Regions from separate parts of the Mus musculus genome. Here regions 1, 2, 3, 5, 6 and 7 are each linked to region 4. The links are chromatin contacts, called in public Hi-C, HiChIP or PLAC-seq and promoter capture Hi-C maps. All regions are on one chromosome and are shown on one strand. The core of a region is the stretch at or near the end of the contact, and the rest is flanking DNA. Distances in the headings are between cores, read along the strand shown. Region 1 holds the start of Shisa7 (shisa family member 7). Region 2 holds the start of Tmem150b (transmembrane protein 150B). Region 3 holds the start of Isoc2b (isochorismatase domain containing 2b). Region 4 holds the start of Cnot3 (CCR4-NOT transcription complex, subunit 3). Region 5 holds the start of Zfp784 (zinc finger protein 784). Region 6 holds the start of Rasl2-9 (RAS-like, family 2, locus 9). Region 7 holds the start of Fam71e2 (family with sequence similarity 71, member E2).

Region 1 (2,751 bases), core at 18-2,517, 1.2 Mb after region 4:
AGGTGGTGGTGGGGGCACAGATCAGGGAAGGGGGTAGGAGCATGTGGAAGGGGTTCCTAGGAATCTCAGGGATTAGGAAGTCGGTTTGAGGTGGGAATGCGGAAAGCAGGCAAGATTGGGGACCTGTAGAAGGAGGGAGAGGAGAGTAGCAGGTCCTGGCTACTGTGGCGCTGGGAAAGACCCCCAAATCCCTGCCTGCTAAGGATAGCGTGGATACCACATGCAGCGCTACTTTGTCTGGGCTGTCTGGGGTCCCTGCCTAGAGTCTCCGTCCATTCTCTTCTTAGGCCCCCTGCCTACGTGCAGCCGGCTGTCTTCTCTCTTTCTAACCTGGCTCTGCCGTCGGGTTTCTGTTCCTCTGCATCTCTGCGTCTGTCTAGGGCTCTGTCCGGATCTCTGTCTGGGCCCTCCATCCCCAACCTCCCCCGCCTGGATCTGTAGCCTCCTTGTAATTTCCACACCCAGTTCCTCTGTCAGGGGCTCTCTCAATCTCTGCTTGTCTGTCCCGGGATTCTGTCCCTTCTAAGTGTCTCATTCTCATCACTGCACTGTTCCCCGCCCTTTGAGCCCCTCACTCTTGAGCAGAGTGGGTGGGGGGCGCTGCGGAGGGAGCTGTGTGTTCCCAGCGCAAAATAGACTCCCGTTGCCATGGCGACGCGAGCGCGGCCTCGAGACGCAGGCTTCGGGCTGGGTGTGCGGAGGGGACACCTGGAACCGGAACGCGGGGGCCGGGGCTCCGACGCCCGTGTCCCAAGGGGCTCCGGAGGATGGATGGAACTCCTAGGTCCCCGGGGAGGGTGTACTGGGCTAGGTAACTTGTGGGAGGGGGCTGGGCTGCTAGGATCTGCGGCGGCGGTGGGTGAGTTTGATTGTCAATGGGGTTGGACTGGTCCTTGCATCTCTGGTGGACACGGGATGCCTTCAAAGGCCCCCAGGCTGGGGATGGAGTCTGCGAATCTCGGGTGAGGGTTTGACGCGGTGGAGGCGGAGGGGCGTCTGTAGAGTTTGAACACTCTGATCTCCAAGGGGCTGCAGAATTCTGCGTCTTGGGCGAGTAAGGACCACGGAGCAGCAACTGTCCATCCCATCCATTCACATACTTGTCCATTCCTCCCCATCCCTCTTTTTCCCCCGTGCCTCAGTTTACCCCTCCTCACCAGGTACGGATGCGCTCACCTCACTTTCCGGATGCGGGACCTTCAGGGAATCGGGGGTGGCAGCGTGGGGGCCAGCCAGGGTAGGCAGAGCGAGCGCGTGTCTGCCAGCCCGCGGGGCTGGGCGCGCGCGCGCTGATGGGGGTGGGGGCGGCAGGCTGCGTGGTGGGGACCCTGGCCGGCAGCTCTTTCTTTTGCAGATGCGCACCGGCCCCAGTGCAGATGTGGCCGCTGCCAGCCCTCGCCTGTGTCTCGCGCCGGCTTGGAGCTTGGAGAGGCGCCTCCCCCACCCCACCTGGAGGAGACCCCACTTTCTTCCTCCCACAGACCCTTGTAGCCCCCGTGATGCCCCCTAAACCCAATAATGGTTCGGTCCTCAGTCACATAAATGTTTATTCTCCGAGACAGGGTCCCAGTTGTGACATTTGTTCCCCCTCCTTTTCCCGCTTCGTGAAGTGGCCCGGGGCCCAGCCCCACCTCCACCTTTCTCTAAACCAATTCCCACCCAGCATCAAGGAATTTCATTTGCATTTCCGGGACCAGCTGCCCAATCGGAAGACAGAACCACGCCTCCTCTCCCACGGGGGCGGTTCTCCTGGCGGACTGCACCACTCTTGGGATCCATGGATGAAGGAAAAGTCATCCATCAACGTCTGGGTGACAAGGAGGGTGGGTGCTTCCTTCAAGTCAGGTCCTGGAGTTGGGCAACAGGGAGTTTTTCTTGCCTTGGAAGAAGCCTAACAGTCCGATGTCTGTGACTGGCTCCTTGAGGATCTTCTGAATCTGCAGGCAAAGGAGATGAGGAAGTGAAGAAGCCCTATCTCCGGAATAGAGAATCTGAGGAGCACCTCTTCATCTTGATCTCCCTTATTCTGACAGCATCGCTTCTCCAGTCAACTACTTCTTTTTCCTGTTTTCCAGGTGACCTCTCCCTCACACTTGCCTGGTTGAGCTGTTCCCCGCCATCTTGGTATGCTCTTGCCTTGGGACCACTAAGAGCAGATGGTTTGGGTTATCTTGTCTACCTCCATGTCCATCTTCTTCACTAGTCTCATCTTTCCTGGGTCATTCCTTTAGCTCTCAGCTCTCCCACACACAGACCCAACGAACTCATGAACTCTCAACGAATTTACACAACTCTCTCTTGGTGGAACAAGAATAATCAACCACATTACTGGCAATCAAACAGTCCAGCCAAGTTTATCTCCAGAAAATTATACCAAAAAATGCAAATCCTGCACCTCCACTTCTCTTCCCTGGTTAAACCCCACCACTGTTTATGGGATTTGTTGGTTTCCCTTCTTTGTCCCAGGCCACATAATGTAATCTTTTGACTATTCACCAATTTGATGGTGGCCAGCTCCTGTACTCTTTCTTTCTCAATGAAGCATAGTTGAGGTTTATTAAAGATATTTTAATATAGAGTTTAGGAACAAAGAGAGGTGCTTTTTCTCTTGCTTGTGGCCCCAGTAGTCTATGGAATTTCCTGGTAAGAAGATAAACACCAAAGCATGGATGTAGACTTCTCTAAAAGGGAGCTGACTCCTAACCTGCGCGCGCACGATCTGCGGCAGAGGACAGCACTCTCCCCACATGA
Region 2 (2,700 bases), core at 33-2,532, 1.1 Mb after region 4:
ATGGAGGTACCCAGGGCACAAAGGATCCCCGACCACAGAATTAGCTGGTTTTGCCAGGTTTTGACGCCCCAGTCCCGGAGTTGGTGATGACGCACAATGCAGATCCAAACAGCTAGGAAAGAGAAGTGAGAGGCAAACTCATCACAGGATTCGCAGCTGGAGGGGAAGATTTGAAACAGGAAAATGCTGGTGTCCCAGTTAAACATAGGATGAGGGAAGAAGGGATTTGGAGGTACGGGCTTGGAGGTTTGAGGGAGACGGACTGGGATCTGGATTCCTGGATCTGAGGGGGAAAGACTGGGGTATGGACTCTGGGTCTGAGAGAAGAGAATTGGGGTCTAGACTCCTGGGTGTGAGGAAGGAGGTCTGGGGCATGAACCTTGGGGTCTGAGGGAAGAAGGCTCCTGGCTTTCAGGGAAACCAGTTGCTCTGGTCTGAGGAAGGAGGAGATGGGGACCCTTTAGGCACCTTTGGGCTGGCAGTGAAAGGAAAGGTATAGAAATACTTACTTAGAGCAGCTCCTATATTGAGGACTTGGCCGAAAATGCAGCTCTGAGGAGCATAAGAGCCACAGATACTGCAAAAGAAGAACAGGGTCATCTTTTGGCTCCTCCCAGACAAGACCCTCTATTTGCCTCCCCCATCACCACCTCAGCCATAACAACCTGATAAAAGGGAAGCCTTCGTTGAGGTCCACAGAACCATTAACCACAGCGATTGCAAAACTGAGACGAGAGGAATACAGGAAGTTAGTAAGTGGATCTTGTAGAGAGCTTTCCTTTCTGTTCCCTAAACCAAACACTTCCCTGTGTTAATGGACTTCTGGCCTCTATCCTGTGTCACAAGAAGCCATCCAAAAACCAGCTGTCTTCCCTCAGACCCAAAAATCCAAACATTAGCTCTCCTCCCTCAGACCTGGAGTCCAGTCCCCAGCCCTCCTCCCTCAGACCTGGAGTCCAGTCCCCAGCCCTCCTCCCTCAGACCTGGAGTCCTGTCCCCAGCCCTCCTCCCTCAGACCCAGGAATCTAGCCCTCCTTCAGACCCAAAAGTCCAGACCCCAATCTTCCTCCCTCAGACCCAAGCATCCTTTAGGGCCTCTGCTACTTACACAATCCAGATGCCAGCTATAGCCCACAGAAATAAGATGACAGGCAGCAAGGACAGGTAATTCCACATTGCTGCGCTCTGCAGTGGAAGTGAAGAAGCTGGATCTCCAAGCAGTCTTTAGGTGTGTGGTGCTGAAGACGGCCCACCTGCTTTTGTGGTCCCACTGGCTGGAAGCCTGGCCTTGCTCGGGGCTCTTTTCCCTATCTTCTTCAGACCCAATCAACTGTTGTTGGTCTGTTTTCCTGGCTCTTCACTGCCAGCTCCCAGGCTCCGGGTTCCCTTAGGGCCCTCACCTTTCCAAGTTCCCTCAAATTCTCTCCATTTCCTTAATACATTTAGATCTGAGTGGCAGTACCAGGTGATTCCAGGTGTGGCAAAAGAAGGCAGGCCTCCGAATTCCGGAAGAGGCAAAGTCCAGGCTGAGTGTGTATGAGATATTCAGCTTTGGGTCTAATCAGTAGTCATCGTCTGTAATCTACCCAAACAACTACTTCCTGTCTCAGATTCGTAAAAGGGACACTCTTGCTTCAGGGAGCCCCTAACTTCCTTCCTACAGTTTTGTGGGTTCAACGTCCAAATCCCCCGGTACTTTATCCTCCCCACAAACTACATACAGCTCCCTGAATGCATACATACATGTCACTTCTGGAGTCCAGCCACCATTACCTACCTGCAAATGCAGGTCTCTTTTCTGGAGTCTTCTATAGCCCCTGCTGACCTGGAGTTGGTGATGTTCCCGTCCTGTCTCCTGAAGAGCTGTAGGCTGCTTGTCCATTCTGGGATTGTGCCTTCTGGGTTCAGTCTTTTGGGTTGCTTGATGTGGGATCTTGATGATCCCACCCCACACGCTCCTCTTCTCTTCCCTTCCCCTCACCCTTTCTTTTTCTGTTCTAACAAGAGTTCCCCAGGCTGGTGAGATGGCTCAGCGGTTAAGAGCACTGACTGTTCTTCCAGAGGTCCTGAGTTCAAATCCTAGCAACCACATGGTGGCTCACAACCACCTGTAATGATATCTGACACCCTCTTCTGGGGTGTCTGAAGACAGCTAGAGTGTACTTATGTATAATAATTGGCCCTGAGCGAGCAGGATTGACCAGAGCGAGCAGAGGTCCTAAAAAAATTCAATTCTGAACAACCACATGAAGGCTTACAACCATCTGTATAGCTACAGTGTACTCATATACATAAAATAAATAAATAAATCTTTTTTAAAAATTCCCACAATGGGCAGGGTGTGAGTGGGGAAGGTGATAGTGGTTATAAGATCCCCATCTGCAATCTCTACCCCCACAAGCAGCTTCTTAGACTTTCTATCTTTGTTTTCTGAGACAGGATGGATCTTAGTACATAGCCTAGATTGACCTCGGATGCAAGATTCTCCTACCCCGGCCTTCCTAGTGCTGGGATTAGGGCCTAGAGAGACAGCTCAGTGGATAACAGCACTTGTTCTGGAAACCTGAACATCTGGATTTGAATACCCAGTACCCACCACACAAGCAGGCCTGTTTGTGCACACCACTGTTGCAGCAACAAAGTCAAAGACAGATTCCCAAGAGCCAGCCTAGCCTAAAAGACAACAAGCATCCCTTCGGA
Region 3 (2,700 bases), core at 21-2,520, 1.2 Mb after region 4:
AGTGCGCCAGTGAAATGAAAAGCGCAAGAACGGTATGGCAAACTCCCATCTGTGCTCCCTGAATGGCAAATGTAGATTTTTTTTTCCTTAAAAATTTCTATTTATTTATTTAGTTTCTATATGGGAGAGGGTATCCATGCCATGGGGCATATGTGGAGGTCAGAGACAAGCGAAGGAGTCATTTCTCTCTGGATCCCAAATGTGTGTGTTGATCAGATTTACTTTTAATTTTAAAAAAATATTTATTTATCTATTCCCTGTATATGAGTGCTCTGTCTACATGTATGCCTGCATGCCAGAAGAGGGCAGCAGATCCCATTACAGATGGTTGTGAGCCATTCTGGAAGAGGAGCCACTGCTCGTAACTGCTGAGCCATCTCTCCAGCCCGGACTGGGTTTATTATATGAGTGTTTGACCTGAGACTGCATAGCCACATGCATGTAGTGTCTGTGGAGGCTGGAAGAGGTAGTCGGGTCCCCTGAAACTAGATTTAAAGACGGTTGTAAACCACCGTCTGGGTGCTGAGTACCAAACCCAGGTCCTCTACAAGAGAAACCAGAGTTCTTAGCCACTGAGCCATGTCTACTCGCCCCCCCTTCTCTATTCCCCTCATAGGTTTTTAAGGCTTATGTCCCAAGGGCTGGGTTCTTGGCTTGGGAACCCATTTTTGGGAGGCACAGTGTGAAGGAAATGAGCAAGGGGGCTGGATGGAGTTCAGTGGTAGAGAGCACTTGATTTGCCTGGCTTTCATGACAGCCAGGCTCAGTTCGCCAGATTTGATCGAGATGGACTGGGGACACAGATGGGAGAGGATCCACGATGCTTTAGGGAGAGCGATACAGAGGAGCACGTAATTGTGAGAGAAGCGGGGACCACAACTCCTGGAACCAGGAATTTCAGGCTGTGTGACCCTGGGTGAGTTTCCCTTCCTCTCTGGGTCTCTTTTTTTCTCCAGGGTTAGCTCACTGGCGGGGTTGATGCAAAATTTGTCTCTAGAGAGGGTTGGGGACTCTCCCCGCGGGTCTATCCTGAGACCAAATGGAATGCCATTCCAACCCCCGAACCCGACACCCTGCAAAGCTTCCGTTTCCCGGTCTGAATGACGGGATGGTGGGTTTGCAAACAGCCAGCAAGTAACGAACCGGACTTACTCGAAGGTCCCAGGTTCGAGTTCGGGCCCCTTTTCCAAGAAGTCCCGTGACCTTTTCCCCGCTGGATTCCCACTGACCCCGTACTGGGCCTCCTTTTTGCCCTTTGTAGACACGTAGTCAGAGCCGCGGGTCTACACCCCCGCGCCGAGCCAACCAATCGGCGTTCGCCTCACTCTGTTCTACTCCATCCTGTTAATTCGATTGGTCTGAAGAAACTGGAGCAGGCGGAGAGACAGAGGGTAGGACCAATGAAAATCCACGGAGGGAGGGCCTTGGCTGAGAGCTCGGCTTCTAACCCGGAAGGAGGGTGAAGAACGACCAGAGAGCTAGAGGCTCAATCTTGGCTAGTGTAGGGTTCATGGCACCATCCACTCCATCCGGGGCGACCGGGGAGAGGTGATGCTTTCTGTAACCTAGCTCTAGGAAGGCTGAAGCACGAGTATCGCCAGTTCGAGACTAGCCGGGACTGCGTGGTGAGACCCTGTCAACCAAAACAACAGCCGGGCATGGTGGCGCAAATGTTTAGTTCCAGTAATCATCATAAACCGATGATTTAGTTAATGGTTTAGTTCCAGTACTCAGGAGGCAGAGGCAGGCATAATTCTGACTCTACAACGCGAATTCCAGAATAGCCAGTACAACACGGAAGTAAGTCCTGTCTCGAAAACCCGAAAGTCAAACTAAGAAAACAAAAGAACAAGCCTCGTAAGACATTTTCCCCCACTGCTTGCCAGTTAGCTTTTTCTCCAGGAATTCAGGACTTGTCTCCTTGGGTGGTCTATATAGAAAACTGACTCTGTACTTAGAAGTGGGGGTTAAGAGAGAGAGGATTACTTCATCCAGATATATAAACCTGGTATGGTGGCTCAGGGCCGGTAATCCCAGCGTTCTAGAAGCTGAGGCCTTGAGTTCAATGAATAAGAAAACAAAAGCTGATTACGGTGGCTTAATACCCATGACCCCAAGTACTCAGAAGTGGAGACAGGAGGATTTCTTCACCTTGAAGTTATGAGAAAAGGGCTAGGCATGGTGGCTAACGAGGACTGTAAACCCAGCACTTGGGAGGCTGAGTGTGGGTGAGGATCTTTTGGGGGAGAGATATATATATACACAGAGTTCCAGGTTAGCCTGGGCCACAGAGTGTGACACTGTCGAACAAAGAAAAAGAAATAAGGCTGGAACTGTAGCTCAGGTGGCAGAGTCCTTGCCTGGCATGAATAAAGCCTTCGCTTTAGTGCCCAGCACTGTATGCATGGGGGTGGGGTGAGGGTGGGAGAGATGGGGGATGGGATGGGACTGGGAAGGCAACCGGCAGAGGTTCAAAGTTGGTCTCCCCAGAACAGTGAACTCAAGTGCATCCTGAAACTGAGCCTCAAAAACAAAATGAGCTGAACAAAGATTAAAAACAACAAGCCAGACAGTGGTGGAGGCTCACAGTCGCCTGTAATTCTACTTCCAGGGGCTCAGACACCTTCTTCTGGCCACTTTGGCACTGAATGCATGTGGTAAGCAGACACATGGGCAGACACACACCCAAAATTTTATAAA
Region 4 (2,733 bases), core at 12-2,511:
CTGATGCGGTGAAATGCACGTGCACGTTCTCTTCAAGTGTGGATTTATCTTCTTTTCCTCCACATAGTAGGCAGAGATAGATCGAGTTTCCCCAATTCATGAAAACGTGGTGCTCACGTTTGCAACCTAGTCAGCAAAGGGCTATGGAGTGCTTCATGGGTACTAAACAACGAGAAATCCAGAGAGTGAGACTCAAGTATGTGTAAAAACGGCAGGAATCAAACAAAATTAAACCAGAGGCTCACCTAAGCACTCGGCAAGGGTGGTCGGAGAAGTTTACTCCTTAAGAAGCATAGCAGAACTCTAGTGAGTAGTCATTACAGATGTAACCGAGGTAGGGCAAAGCGCAGTTTCCTCTACAGCTGGAGTCCTTGCAACTCCAGGGAAGGTCCCAGTCTGCTAACTTAACCAGAGAAACGTCAGTCCCACGCCTTGTGTTTCTCAGTCGCTTCTGCAATGTTCCTGATTCCTTCTTTCTTTCTTTCATCCTTTAGAAAGCACTGAGTTTTAGAGATATACCAAGCAAACGCGCTTGGGGAATAACTACGAGGATCAGATAACAGCCTAGACAGGCAAAGGAAGGATGCTCCGACAACCACACCTGTCGGCAGGTTAATAGCTACCCTATTGGCTAACCGAGGGAAGGGGCGGGGTGTTTGTCTAGCTCCTCCCCTTAGGGCTGGCGGCTCTTTTGATTGGTAGATGACTTGGGTTTACTATCCCCAACCCTCTGGCACCTCTCCGTCTCCCACTAGATAAGCTTCCTTTAACACTCACACGCTATGCTTTTTGTCGTTTTCCTCTACCCACATTCATAGCTAACCAATGAGTTCAGGGTAGAATACACCTCGCAACCAATTACAGCTGCCTTTAAACTTGACGAGTAACTTCCCGCCCCTCACCCTGACTCCTCCCCGCTGCCAATTGATTTAGGGTAAGGGGGCGGACACATCCAATCAGCACGACACAGGCTTCCTGATTGACACCCAGGTCCTCGCGCTGGCGTGTTGTGCTCCGAGGAGGGGAGGAGGAGGAGGAGCTGGGAAGAAATACCCGAGCCAATCCAAGCAAGCTGAGCGGGAGGCCAATCGAACGCCGCGCCTTGCCGAGATCAGCCAATCATAATGAAGAGGTTGGCCTCATTCTCGCTAGGAACCAATGGGGCGCGCCTAACGGCGCAGAGCGACGTACTGCGGGAGCAATGACGGACCTATATTCGGGGCTCGGGGGCGGGCCGGCGCCAGAGAGGAGAAGAGAGGAGGGGAGGCCTCCGCCGCCGCCATCTTGGACCGGGCCCGTTCAGCTTCCGTGGAGCCGTCGGCAGCCGCTGCCGGGCCTTTCCTTGATCCCTGAATCCCCTACTCGGTCGTCTAGAACAATCCCGGGCCCACTTCCTCTATCAACAACCCAACCCTACTTCCGGCTTTCGCGCCCTCTTATCGCGATAGCGCCCGGGCTCGGGGCGCGAGGAAAGAGGAAAAAAAAAAAAAAAAAAGGCGGCGGGCGGGCGCTCGCCTCTCTCTCCCCCCTCCTCGCCTGTCGCGATACGCTCCGCAGCGGCGGCGCCAGCTCCTGCGGTGAGCGTCAGGTTCGACTGGGCCGGACCCCTTTCCCTCTTCCCTCAGCTCCATCGGCCGACTTCTTGCTCCGCGACCCTGCTGCCTGTCGCGACACGGCCTCAGCTCCCGCCGGGCCCAAGCCGCGCGCTCGGGCCCAGCTTCGGCTCGGGCGGGCGGGGACCCTCTCCTCTCTCTGTCCTCCCGCGTCCGGACTCCCGCGTGGCAGAGCGCCGGCCCCGGGTGCGAGGTGCCCGTCCTCCTCCGCGTCTGGCTGGGCTTGGAGCGGTGGGCGCGCTGCGGGCCGCGGAGGGGTCTTTCTGCTCTGGGCGCGGGGCCCACTCCTGCAGTCATGCCTTCCCCGGGAGCTCCATTCGGGAGCGTTGCCTCAGTGCACCCGAAAGCTCCAGCTTGTTGGTGTCTTGATAGGGGGAAGCCTCTTTGGAAGAGATGGATCTTGTGGAGGAAAAAGTCCCCAAGACCCGAGGGTGCAGTTAACGTTGTGAGTTGGAGCCTAAGCCAAAGTTTCCACCTAGTCCTTACAGCTCTAGCAGTGAAGTCTCCTAGAGGTCCCTTTCCACCAATCTTCTTTTTAAGGAAGCATGGGGTTTGTGAGTGTGTGTGTGTGTGTGTGTGTGTGTGTGTGTGTGTTTTGTTTTAACACTCCCTCCCCAAACCTTGGATTCAGGACTGTACCGTATTGCTCACTTCCTGGCTTCACATCTTTTGCATCTTTGAGGTGGGGTATCAGTGGACTCTAGCTTTGGGGATGCAGGCTCCACTACGATGCACGGTCTGCCTCGGTGGGTGAAGCTTCCTAAGTGGTTAGGTATTGCTGTGTGTGGTGAGGACCGCTTAGCTTTTCTTTCTAGATCTGGGTCGGTGGAATGCGAGCTCCCATGCTTTCAGTTGTTGGTGCTCTTCTGTTGGGACAGTTGAAGCACTTCTAAACAGCTGTATCTCGGTTCCGGGACTGTCATCCCTCTTAGGATTAGCTTTCTGTTCTTTTGGCTAGGGGCTTCCTCACCGTCTCCCTTCCCCGGTCATCACCTGGACTGCCATCTCTCTGTATTTCCATTCTCATCTGCCCAGCCTATGTGGATATGTGATCTTTTATAATTGAAATCCACTGGGTGAAAGCGTTTCAGAGGTAGAATGGTCCATCTCACCCAACTGG
Region 5 (2,700 bases), core at 135-2,634, 1.4 Mb after region 4:
CCTCCCAAGTGCTGGGATTAAAGGCGTGCGCTTGCCATCAAGCCCAAGTATTTCATGTTCTGTTCTGTGTGAGAGCCTGCATGTGTGTTCACTGTGTGTGTCACTGTCCATGGAGGTCAGGAGTGAGGGTCAGATCCTCTAGGAATGGAGTCACAGGTGGTTGTGAGCCTCCATGCGGATGCCCGGAACTGAACCTCTAAAAGTGCAGCCAGGGCTCTTAAATGCTGAGCCATCTCTCCAGCCGTATCCCTTGATTTCTTAACCCTGTTATCCATGATACCGAATTTTTGATGGATCCTTGTTCTGGCATTTCCCCTTCTTGACCCAAATATACCACAGACACGGTGGTACCTCTCCTCTGTACTAGTTAAAAGTCTCATAATTCCCCCCTTAGAATGAAAAACACCACTCAGAGGTAACCCCTGTTCCTGCTTCTGCCCCTCATTATCCACCTCTTCTAGAGCACCCTAAATGGACTTTGGAAAATGCAAATGAGGTCATGACATTTCGCCACTCCAAGTCCTCCGATTGCACTTAAAACCTCGTGTCCTTCCTATAATATCCAACACGATCTGGATCCTGCTTATCTCACTGACTACATTGCAACCATAAGCCGGCACCCAGCTGACTTCTGCCATTTAAATTTAGCTTGCTCCACCCCCACTCTTAAGTGCACCTTTTATTTCTCTTATAGGACATATTACAATACTCTTTATCGTCACTTTTTCTCCTCATAAGACTGCAAGTTGCAAGAGGACGCAATCGTTGTCCATTTTGGTCCCCTGGAGCTTTAAATGTTTGCTGAATGAACCAATATTTTCAGTTACTTTCCAGTTACTAGTTATAAGTTCTAAAGTCATCCGAAGCACCCATTTCTCCTCCCTTGGGCATTTGTAAGGCAGTCAGTCCTTGTATCATCACATGCCATCCCAACACGGTGACCGAATTATAGCTCTCCTTTGGGGTCACCTTCCCAACCATCCACTAGCCCTATAATTTCCCTGGTGCCCCGCCCCTCTTAAGATGCCACACTTCTTTATGCAAGCTCCCTTGTCCTCTCCCTGGACCCAACCAAGCCCAAGACACAAGCTGTCTTCAAGACCCGCCTCAACCAGGCCTCGCTCCTCATTCCCCATAGGCTCCTCCCTAAACCCCGCCCCAGAGGGTTACCATACCCCCGCCCAATTGTTCTAGGCCCCGCCTTGACCCCGCCCCTTGCCCTGCGATCTTCTTCGCTGTGAACCCCCGGCCCAGACCCCTTCGTCGCCCGCACCAGGTCCGGCGGCTCCGGGGATGGCGACTCCCGGGTCGGTGAGCTCGGAATCGGGGGATCCGGGCGCGCGGCGGCCATCTTGTACCTAAGCCCGGTCCCTGAGGGCAAAGATTGCTCCGCGAAGGGCGGGGCCGGGCTGGCGGCGCTGCGCAAGCGCGGGGCAGGTCGACGAGGGGCGGGATCATAACCGGTAGATGAGCGGGGCCCTGGCGGGGTAGGATAGGCGGAATCCGGCAAAAGGTCTTCAAAACCTGTCGGTCCTCCGCATGGGCTGACTGAACTTGCAGCTGGAAGGTCGGCCACACCCTAGCGACGCATTCCAATGTCTCCCCACTTTTTATTGTTTAGGCATGTTTTCACTATGTATTCCTGTCTGGCCTAGAACTCTCTTTGCAGACCAAGATGGCCTCGAACTCACAGAAATCTGCTGGCCTCTGAGCCATAATGATCGGCCTTCCAAATCCCCTTTTAAAACTAACTGCAGGTGAGCCCGAAGTTTGCTTATGTGAACTTAAAGGCATGGGAGATTCTAACGTTTCTGAGGTTACTTTCAATTCATGGTGCAAAAGGTAGCGGTTCAGTTTATGAATGGGAGGTTTTCTAAGTCTGTGTCAAGAATGAGACTCATTCGGGAGTGGGGGGTCGGGGAACCCGGAAAGGGGATAACATTTGAAATGTAAATAAAGAAAATAACCAATTTTAAAAAAAGAAGGAGGAGGAGACTCATGAGCTCAGGTAAGATTCCAGACGGAAGCTAACCCCTCTCAGTTGCTGTGATGTTTGGGAGAAAAGAGCTCAAAGAGGGTTTTCGGCAGCACTAAGGACAGGGCTCTTTTGAGAGTTAAACTCACTCTAGGGCCTGACTTTGTGACTTGATAAGTCAGGACACTTCTGTGATCATCTCCTCCTCCTCCTTTTTTTTTTTTTTTTTTTTTTTTTTTTTTTTTTTTTTGAGACAGGGTTTCCTTATGGGATTTTCTTTCTTTCTTTTTTTGTTTTTGTTTTCGAGACAGGGTTTTTCTGTGTAGCCTTGGCTGTCCTGGAACTCACTCTGTAGACCAGGCTGGCCTCGAACTCAGAAATCCACCTGCCTCTGCCCCCCCCAGTGCAGGGATTAAAGGCATGGGCCACCACTGCCTGGCTTCTCTTCCTATTTTCACTCATTCCTTGTTTCCTACCTTCTGACTACGCCCCATACAGTAAGGTGACCTCAAACTTATGTAGTCTATGCTGGCCTTGAACTCTATTTTGATTTTTAAAGGTCTCCTCCTCCTTCCTTCCCTCTGTCCCTCTTTCCTTCCTCCCTCCCTTCCTCCCTCCTCTTCCTTCTTTCTTCTTCTTCTTCCTTCCTTCCCCCTCCCCCTCCCTCCTCCTCGTATGGGTGCTCTGTCTGTCCACCACTTGTTTGCAGTACTCATGGACATCTG
Region 6 (2,700 bases), core at 48-2,547, 1.5 Mb after region 4:
CTGCCTTTGCCTTTCAAATGCTGGGATTAAAGGCATTTAATTAAAGGCACCACCACTCCCGGCTTATCAGATTGCTTTATATTGCCTTTGCTATGTTTGGTATGTCTTTTGTATCCCTAGGCTCTCAAGGAGTTTTATGATAAAGAGGTGTTGGATTTTGTCAAAGGCCCTTTGTGCATCTAAAGATATGATCATGTTTTTTTTCCCCTTTTAATTTGTTTATGTGATAGATTACATTTGCTGATTTTATTTTTCTCTTTTTTAGAAGATATTTAGAAGATATTTCAAATATGAAATACAACTTTATTCTGATTCTAAATGAAAGAGTGGGAATGACAGTTACAAACAAGATTTCACCACTGACTATTGTGATGCTACGGTAGCAGTCTTATCTTTGAAATCCAGAACAACTCTGTTCCAGGGGGCTAAATACGCAAGTCCAAAAAAATGAAGGTGTATTTTAACTGCCACATTCACTCCGAAGCCCATTCATCTCCTTCAGCATCCCAATGAATTGCACGATCTCCTTTAGCTAAATAAGGTGGCACACACACTGCACCGCTGGCTGGCATCACAGGACAGTTGCCTAAAATAGACTTCTGACGCAGGGCTCCAGCTTCACTTTCTCACAGGTCATCTTCCTCATCTGGGAGAGCAGTCGTCTGAGCAACCTCTAAATCATGCTCGTACTGTGCTGCCAAAGCTGGGTCCATGACTACCTCAGGTGGGGCAAGAGCAGGCATGGCAACGAACTCCAAGTTAGGATCTCCAATGAGCTTTCTGGCAAGCCAGAAGAAAGGCTTTTCAAAGTTGTAGTTACTTCTGGCAGAAATGTCATAGTACTGAAGATTCTTCTTTCGGTGGAAGAGAATAGGTTTTGCCTTCACTTTCATGTCTTTAACATCCACTTTGTTGCCACACAATACAATGGGGATGTTTTCACACACACGCACTAGATCTTTATGCCAGCTAGGCACATTCTTGTAAGTAACTCTTGATGTTACGTCAAACATTATAATGGCACACTGGGCTTGGATGTAGTAGCCATCGCGCAGCCCCCCGAACTTCTCCTGACCGGCTGTGTCCCACACATTGAACTTGATAGGTCCTCTGTTGGTATGGAAGACTAATGTGTGCACCTCCACGCCCAGGGTGGCTACATACTCCTTCTCAAACTCTCCGGTCAAGTGGCGCTTCATGAATGTCGTCTTTCCGGTGCCGCCGTCGCCCACCAGGACGACCTTGAACTGGACCTGCGGCTCTCCCTGGGCGGCCATCGCGGCGATCCTGCCGGAGAGAGCGGCTGCTGCACGTGCGCCCTCTAAAGGCAGCGGCCGGGAAGAGCGCGCGGGAAGGCAGACTCTGTACCAGACTGTGGGGGAAGGGAAGCTGGGCACCGCCCGCCGCTGCGGTGCCCACCCGAAGGACAACCAACCCTCGTGTTGCGCTCTGCCGGGTCCTTCCAGCTACCTTCCAGGACTGATTTTCACTTACTGAACCATCTCTGCATTTCTTGGATGAAGCCTACTGAATTGTACCGAATCAAGGATTCATGACAGGGACACAGAGGAAGGCAGCTTGGCTCAGTGAACTGCCTGCCATCCTGAACAGATCTGTTAGATCTGAACTTTTCTGACAAAACTCCTTTTGCCTAAGCAACGGGCTGCACAATTTGTTTTTAGAGACAAAGGAAAAAAAAAAGGCGATCTTATGTCAAATATAAAAGAAATATAGAGCCGGGTGTGGTGGCGCACACTTTTAATTCTAGCACTCAGGAGGCAGAGGCAGGCGGATTTCTGAGTTCGAAGCCAGCCTGGTCTACAAAGTGAGTTCCAGGACAGCCAGGGCTATACAGAGAACCCTGTTTCGAAAAACCAAAAAAAAAAAAAAAAAAAAAAAGTATATATATATATATATATATATATATATATATATATATATATATGTGTGTGAAGGAATGGAAGAATTAAATGAGAGTCAGAGATTGAACTCTTGTAGAAAGCCAAGCTTGATATCATAGGTAGTAGGAAATTTTTTTTTTTTTTCAGTTACTGAAGCACTTTAATTTCTTTACACAATGACGTGTTGCTGGGGCCTAATGTTCTCACTGAACAGTAGAAAACCAAAATTTGTCATTTCTTAAAGAATTGAGTACAACAAAACCTTACATAAATTAAAGAATGAATACATTTACAGGTGTCGATGCAAACGTTCCCAACTCAAGGCAACTAACAACCGATGGTGGTCAGGAGGGAAGAAACCAGAACGGAAACTGGGTCCTAAGGCTCGGACTTTCCCACCCTGTTAGACTGGCAAGAAGGAGTGGTAACTGGTTCAGGAGCCCTTGCCAGCCTCGGGAAATCCTGGAAGTCTGCTGTTGGTTAATACCCTGCACAGATCACTCCGTGGTGCTCACAGAGATCCACCAGGCTGGGCCTTTCTCTTCCACTGCGTGTTCTCCCCAGCCCCAAGTGACCGAGCCACATGAACTAAGGACTGAATCAAGATATGCACAGGGTGTTAAACATATACCAAGGGAGCAGTTAACTTGAATACAAGGTCAAAAATCAGCAAGTTCTATGATCCAGTGCTGATATCAGATACACGCTTCAAGGACAAATTTCTTTTCAAAGGCTTATTCCAGTTTCATGAGGCTAGCATGAGGTGTGTACATTTGCCAGGGCAAATCGATACTTCAAT
Region 7 (2,727 bases), core at 20-2,519, 1.1 Mb after region 4:
TATCTTTACCAACTGAACTGTTTTCTCCACCCCATGATTGTCTCACCTGCCCAGCCTGCACCTTCCTCCCCATCTTTTCTTCCTTGGTCCCATGAGGTCAGACTCTCCTTTTAAATACAGCATTCTAGGATCCCAGCTCCTTTCCAATGGGATGGGAGCGGCTAGCCTGTGGGCTGTGGGTCCCCTGTTCTCTGTGGAATCTGGACGGTGGTTTCCAGGCCTTGTTCATTGAATCCTCACCTGAAAGTGCCAAGTGGAGGCAAGAGTGACTTCTGGGGGTATTTCCAGCACGGAGGGTTCTGTTTTTGGTGTCTTGGATAATTTAGGCCCTCGAAGCATGTTGATGAGGCGAATCCAGCGGTCAAACAGAAAGGCCAGCTCATGTTCAGGGGCATCCAGTGCCAGGAAATAATGACGGCCGGATCTCAGACGCAGTTTCAGTCGCCAGGTGGGCAGATCATCGACATACAGGCGGGCAAGGTCTAGTGGGATCATCCTGCGGGAGGTGGGAGACAAGGTAGCTAGTGCGATAGGATGGAGTGGAGTGAGCTAGGATGGGGCTCAAGGAACATACCTGGTTAGGATGAGACTGGAGCACTCCTCGTCCTCGGGGGGCCGAGCAATCAACAGAATGTCAGGCAGCATTAGGCCAGGCAAGGATGCTGCGACACCCATAGTCAGCTTGTTGGATTTGTTGTGTAATAACGCAGGAGTCCCATTGTTGGTTACCTGGGGCAGCCAGGGAGCAGGGCTGGGACCAGTTCTTTCTCCAACATTCCTCCAGCATCCCTCACCTGAGAGCCTCCTTTCTTTCCAAACCCATCTTCTACCTACAGGAGTTCAAATTCCAAATCCCTGTTCAACCCACTCTGCCCAGGGGTTCCCTCTCTCTTCCTGTGTCTCAGACTTCCTCCCCCATTTCCAGGGGGCTCAGGGAGCTGGGGACCTGGGTAAAGTTACTCTCGAACATGGGCAGCGGGCGGAGGGGCAGGTATTCGGCCATCTGAAGGGTCTTCTGCATCTCTCCAAGGATGGGAACCCACTTCGGAGGCTCCGGGGGAGGCGGAGGGAAAAAAAAGCGCCACAGCCGCCTCATAACAGCGGGTGCCATAACAGCGGGTGAGGGTGTATAGATTCAAGAATCCTGGACCCAAGTGGAGCCCTGACCCCCACCCCAGCCCACCAGCTTTGGACCCTTGGGCTTCAAGGATGTCAGGCGCTCAGCAGTGACAGAAAGTGGAGTGTCCCCAGGGCCGAGAGACTCTGGTATGGCCATGGCCCTGCAGAGAGGTAGTCAGCACTAGGCCGTGGGTGGAACCTTTGAGAGGGGCTTTGTGACCTCACTAGACCCTAGAGGCTGCTTCCTGGGAACTGCCTAGGGGCCTCACCATTCCAGAATAAGGTGTGGACTCTTTTGAGGGCTGGGATAGGTGACTCAGACCTCTATCAGAACATCTCCATCTCCTGGACCCAAGATTGTGATGACACAGCCCTCCCCCCCCCCCGCTCCCCCCTCCCCGCCCCCCCCAGGGATCTGTGTTAGAACCTCCATAGGGATCATTAACCCAAAGGCTTGAATCACAGGCCTAGTTCTGCCTGTGACCCTCCTCTTTACTCTCAGGAAGACCCAACCCCACATTGAGCCTCAGTTTCCTAATGGCTCGTGTGTGTGTGTGTGTGTGTGTGTGTGTGTGTGTGTGTCCCCACAACTCTCGAATCAACTAAACACTGAACTGTAAAGAAAGGACGACCATAGCTGGGCATGGCCATCACAGCTGTTATCCCAGCACTAGGGATGGGAGGCTGGAAAATCGTGTTTGAAACCATCTTAGGCTATGTAACAATACCTTGTCTCAAAATAATAAATAGAAAAATAAAGCAAAGGGCTTGGAGATGCGGTTGAGTGTTAAAGTGCTTGCTTGGCATGCACAAGGCCCTGGGTTCAGTCCTAGTACCATAATGATATAAGGCCAACTACCTGTATGAGCATAAGAGCAATAAGCTGGGCATGGTGGCACACAGTTTTAATTCCAGCACTCTGGAAGAAGCAGGCAGATCTCTGTGAGGTAAGACTCAAAACCAAGGCAAAATACCCTACAGAAAACAATTCCTCCCCTTGAGCCTCAGTTTCCCTCTCTTTTGTAAAGCAGGGCAACTTTTTCTGAATCTAAGACAACTTCTTAAGGAGATATATGTATATGTGTATATATATATGTGTGTGTGTGTGTGTGTGTGTGTGTGTGTGTGTGTGTGTGTGTATGCTCAGTATGACCCAGGACATGGGCTCAAATAACCATTTTTCTTGGTCCCTTCTGAGTCCTATTTTGAGGTTATACAGCATGTACAGTGGGGTGAGACAGAGACTGGTACAGTGCCATTCTAAAAATAGTGTTTATTAATGTTTATAAATGTGTCCTGCAAAATACAGTCATGGTGAAAACTCTGGAAAATGCAAACACAAACAGTAACAGTCACCCACTGTGCCATTGCTTGTTTTCAGCCCTGAGGCAGCTATCGTCAACATCATGGTGTTTCCATTTTGAAAAACCAAACAGTCCATACTCATGTATAGGGAGAGTAGTTCTACCATCTGCTGCTCCTGGGTCGCAGAGACGTTCAATATCTAAAGCAGTCTTCGCCTGGAACTTGCCTTTTTATGGTTGGCGAGCTAGAACTTCATCATGCGGATGTATCCCTAGCTTTATTCATCCATCCCCTGCCCGCCCC

The links. Promoter capture Hi-C pulls out the DNA fragments that hold promoters and counts their contacts. Hi-C and Micro-C count contacts between places; a contact is called where the count stands out from the background. HiChIP or PLAC-seq counts read pairs in DNA pulled down with a chosen protein or histone mark.
Region 1: a contact with region 4 is called in a promoter capture Hi-C map of hippocampal neurons, with 3 times the contacts expected there. The contact joins the promoter of Shisa7 here to the promoter of Cnot3 in region 4. A contact is called at or near these places in 4 of 39 promoter capture datasets (cranial neural crest, embryonic stem cells, frontonasal cranial neural crest and 1 more).
Region 2: an H3K27ac HiChIP or PLAC-seq map of embryonic stem cells shows a contact between it and region 4, with 7 times the contacts expected there. The contact joins the promoter of Tmem150b here to the promoter of Cnot3 in region 4. A contact is called at or near these places in 12 of 39 promoter capture datasets (the 3T3-L1 cell line, the C10 cell line, cranial neural crest and 8 more), 1 of 484 Hi-C or Micro-C datasets (B cells), 2 of 115 datasets of contacts at active chromatin or transcription factors (embryonic stem cells and microglia) and 2 of 9 other capture datasets (adipose tissue and liver).
Region 3: a contact with region 4 is called in a promoter capture Hi-C map of liver, with 7 times the contacts expected there. The contact joins the promoter of Isoc2b here to the promoter of Cnot3 in region 4. A contact is called at or near these places in 11 of 39 promoter capture datasets (the C10 cell line, cranial neural crest, fetal liver and 6 more), 4 of 115 datasets of contacts at active chromatin or transcription factors (embryonic stem cells, large pre-B cells, pro-B cells and 1 more) and 1 of 9 other capture datasets (liver).
Region 5: a contact with region 4 is called in a Hi-C map of B cells, with 7 read pairs. The contact joins the promoter of Zfp784 here to the promoter of Cnot3 in region 4. A contact is called at or near these places in 11 of 39 promoter capture datasets (the 3T3-L1 cell line, the C10 cell line, the HPC-7 cell line and 7 more), 4 of 484 Hi-C or Micro-C datasets (B cells, CD4 T cells, forebrain and 1 more) and 9 of 115 datasets of contacts at active chromatin or transcription factors (VIP interneurons, astrocytes, cardiomyocytes and 6 more).
Region 6: a contact with region 4 is called in a promoter capture Hi-C map of hippocampal neurons, with 5 times the contacts expected there. The contact joins the promoter of Rasl2-9 here to the promoter of Cnot3 in region 4. A contact is called at or near these places in 2 of 39 promoter capture datasets (hippocampal neurons and liver) and 2 of 115 datasets of contacts at active chromatin or transcription factors (astrocytes and double positive thymocytes).
Region 7: a promoter capture Hi-C map of embryonic stem cells shows a contact between it and region 4, with 3 times the contacts expected there. The contact joins the promoter of Fam71e2 here to the promoter of Cnot3 in region 4. A contact is called at or near these places in 5 of 39 promoter capture datasets (cranial neural crest, embryonic stem cells, hippocampal neurons and 2 more), 1 of 115 datasets of contacts at active chromatin or transcription factors (extraembryonic endoderm stem cells) and 1 of 9 other capture datasets (liver).

Annotation. Positions count from the first base shown.
Region 1 is chr7:4,843,429-4,846,179 of GRCm38.p6, forward strand. Shisa7 (shisa family member 7) reads right to left here and starts at 1,268. Exons shown (of 6, transcript NM_172737.4): 1 at 1,177-1,268. Isoc2b (isochorismatase domain containing 2b) reads right to left here. Exons shown (of 6, transcript NM_026158.2): 6 at 1,532-1,937. The coding sequence ends at 1,842. Gm36127 (a long non-coding RNA gene) reads left to right here. Exons shown (of 2, transcript XR_881804.2): 2 at 1,355-1,557.
Region 2 is chr7:4,723,800-4,726,499 of GRCm38.p6, forward strand. It overlaps Tmem150b (transmembrane protein 150B), which reads right to left and starts at 1,283. Exons shown (of 6, transcript NM_001142792.1): 1 at 1,109-1,283; 2 at 666-725; 3 at 510-577; 4 at 1-112. The coding sequence starts at 1,176.
Region 3 is chr7:4,864,909-4,867,608 of GRCm38.p6, forward strand. Isoc2b (isochorismatase domain containing 2b) reads right to left here and starts at 1,271. Exons shown (of 6, transcript NM_026158.2): 1 at 1,153-1,271.
Region 4 is chr7:3,644,008-3,646,740 of GRCm38.p6, forward strand. It overlaps Cnot3 (CCR4-NOT transcription complex, subunit 3), which reads left to right and starts at 1,262. Exons shown (of 18, transcript NM_146176.3): 1 at 1,262-1,577. It overlaps Gm15927 (a long non-coding RNA gene), which reads right to left and starts at 338. Exons shown (of 6, transcript XR_003946711.1): 1 at 246-338; 2 at 1-162.
Region 5 is chr7:5,037,062-5,039,761 of GRCm38.p6, forward strand. Zfp784 (zinc finger protein 784) reads right to left here and starts at 1,385. Exons shown (of 2, transcript NM_001039532.2): 1 at 1,274-1,385. The coding sequence starts at 1,351. It also overlaps a transcript of Zfp580 not described here.
Region 6 is chr7:5,124,653-5,127,352 of GRCm38.p6, forward strand. Rasl2-9 (RAS-like, family 2, locus 9) reads right to left here and starts at 1,298. Exons shown (of 1, transcript NM_009028.2): 1 at 290-1,298. The coding sequence starts at 1,277. The coding sequence ends at 627.
Region 7 is chr7:4,770,001-4,772,727 of GRCm38.p6, forward strand. It overlaps Fam71e2 (family with sequence similarity 71, member E2), which reads right to left and starts at 1,270. Exons shown (of 11, transcript NM_172895.3): 1 at 947-1,270; 2 at 575-729; 3 at 241-496. The coding sequence starts at 1,111. Il11 (interleukin 11) reads right to left here. Exons shown (of 5, transcript NM_008350.4): 5 at 2,378-2,727.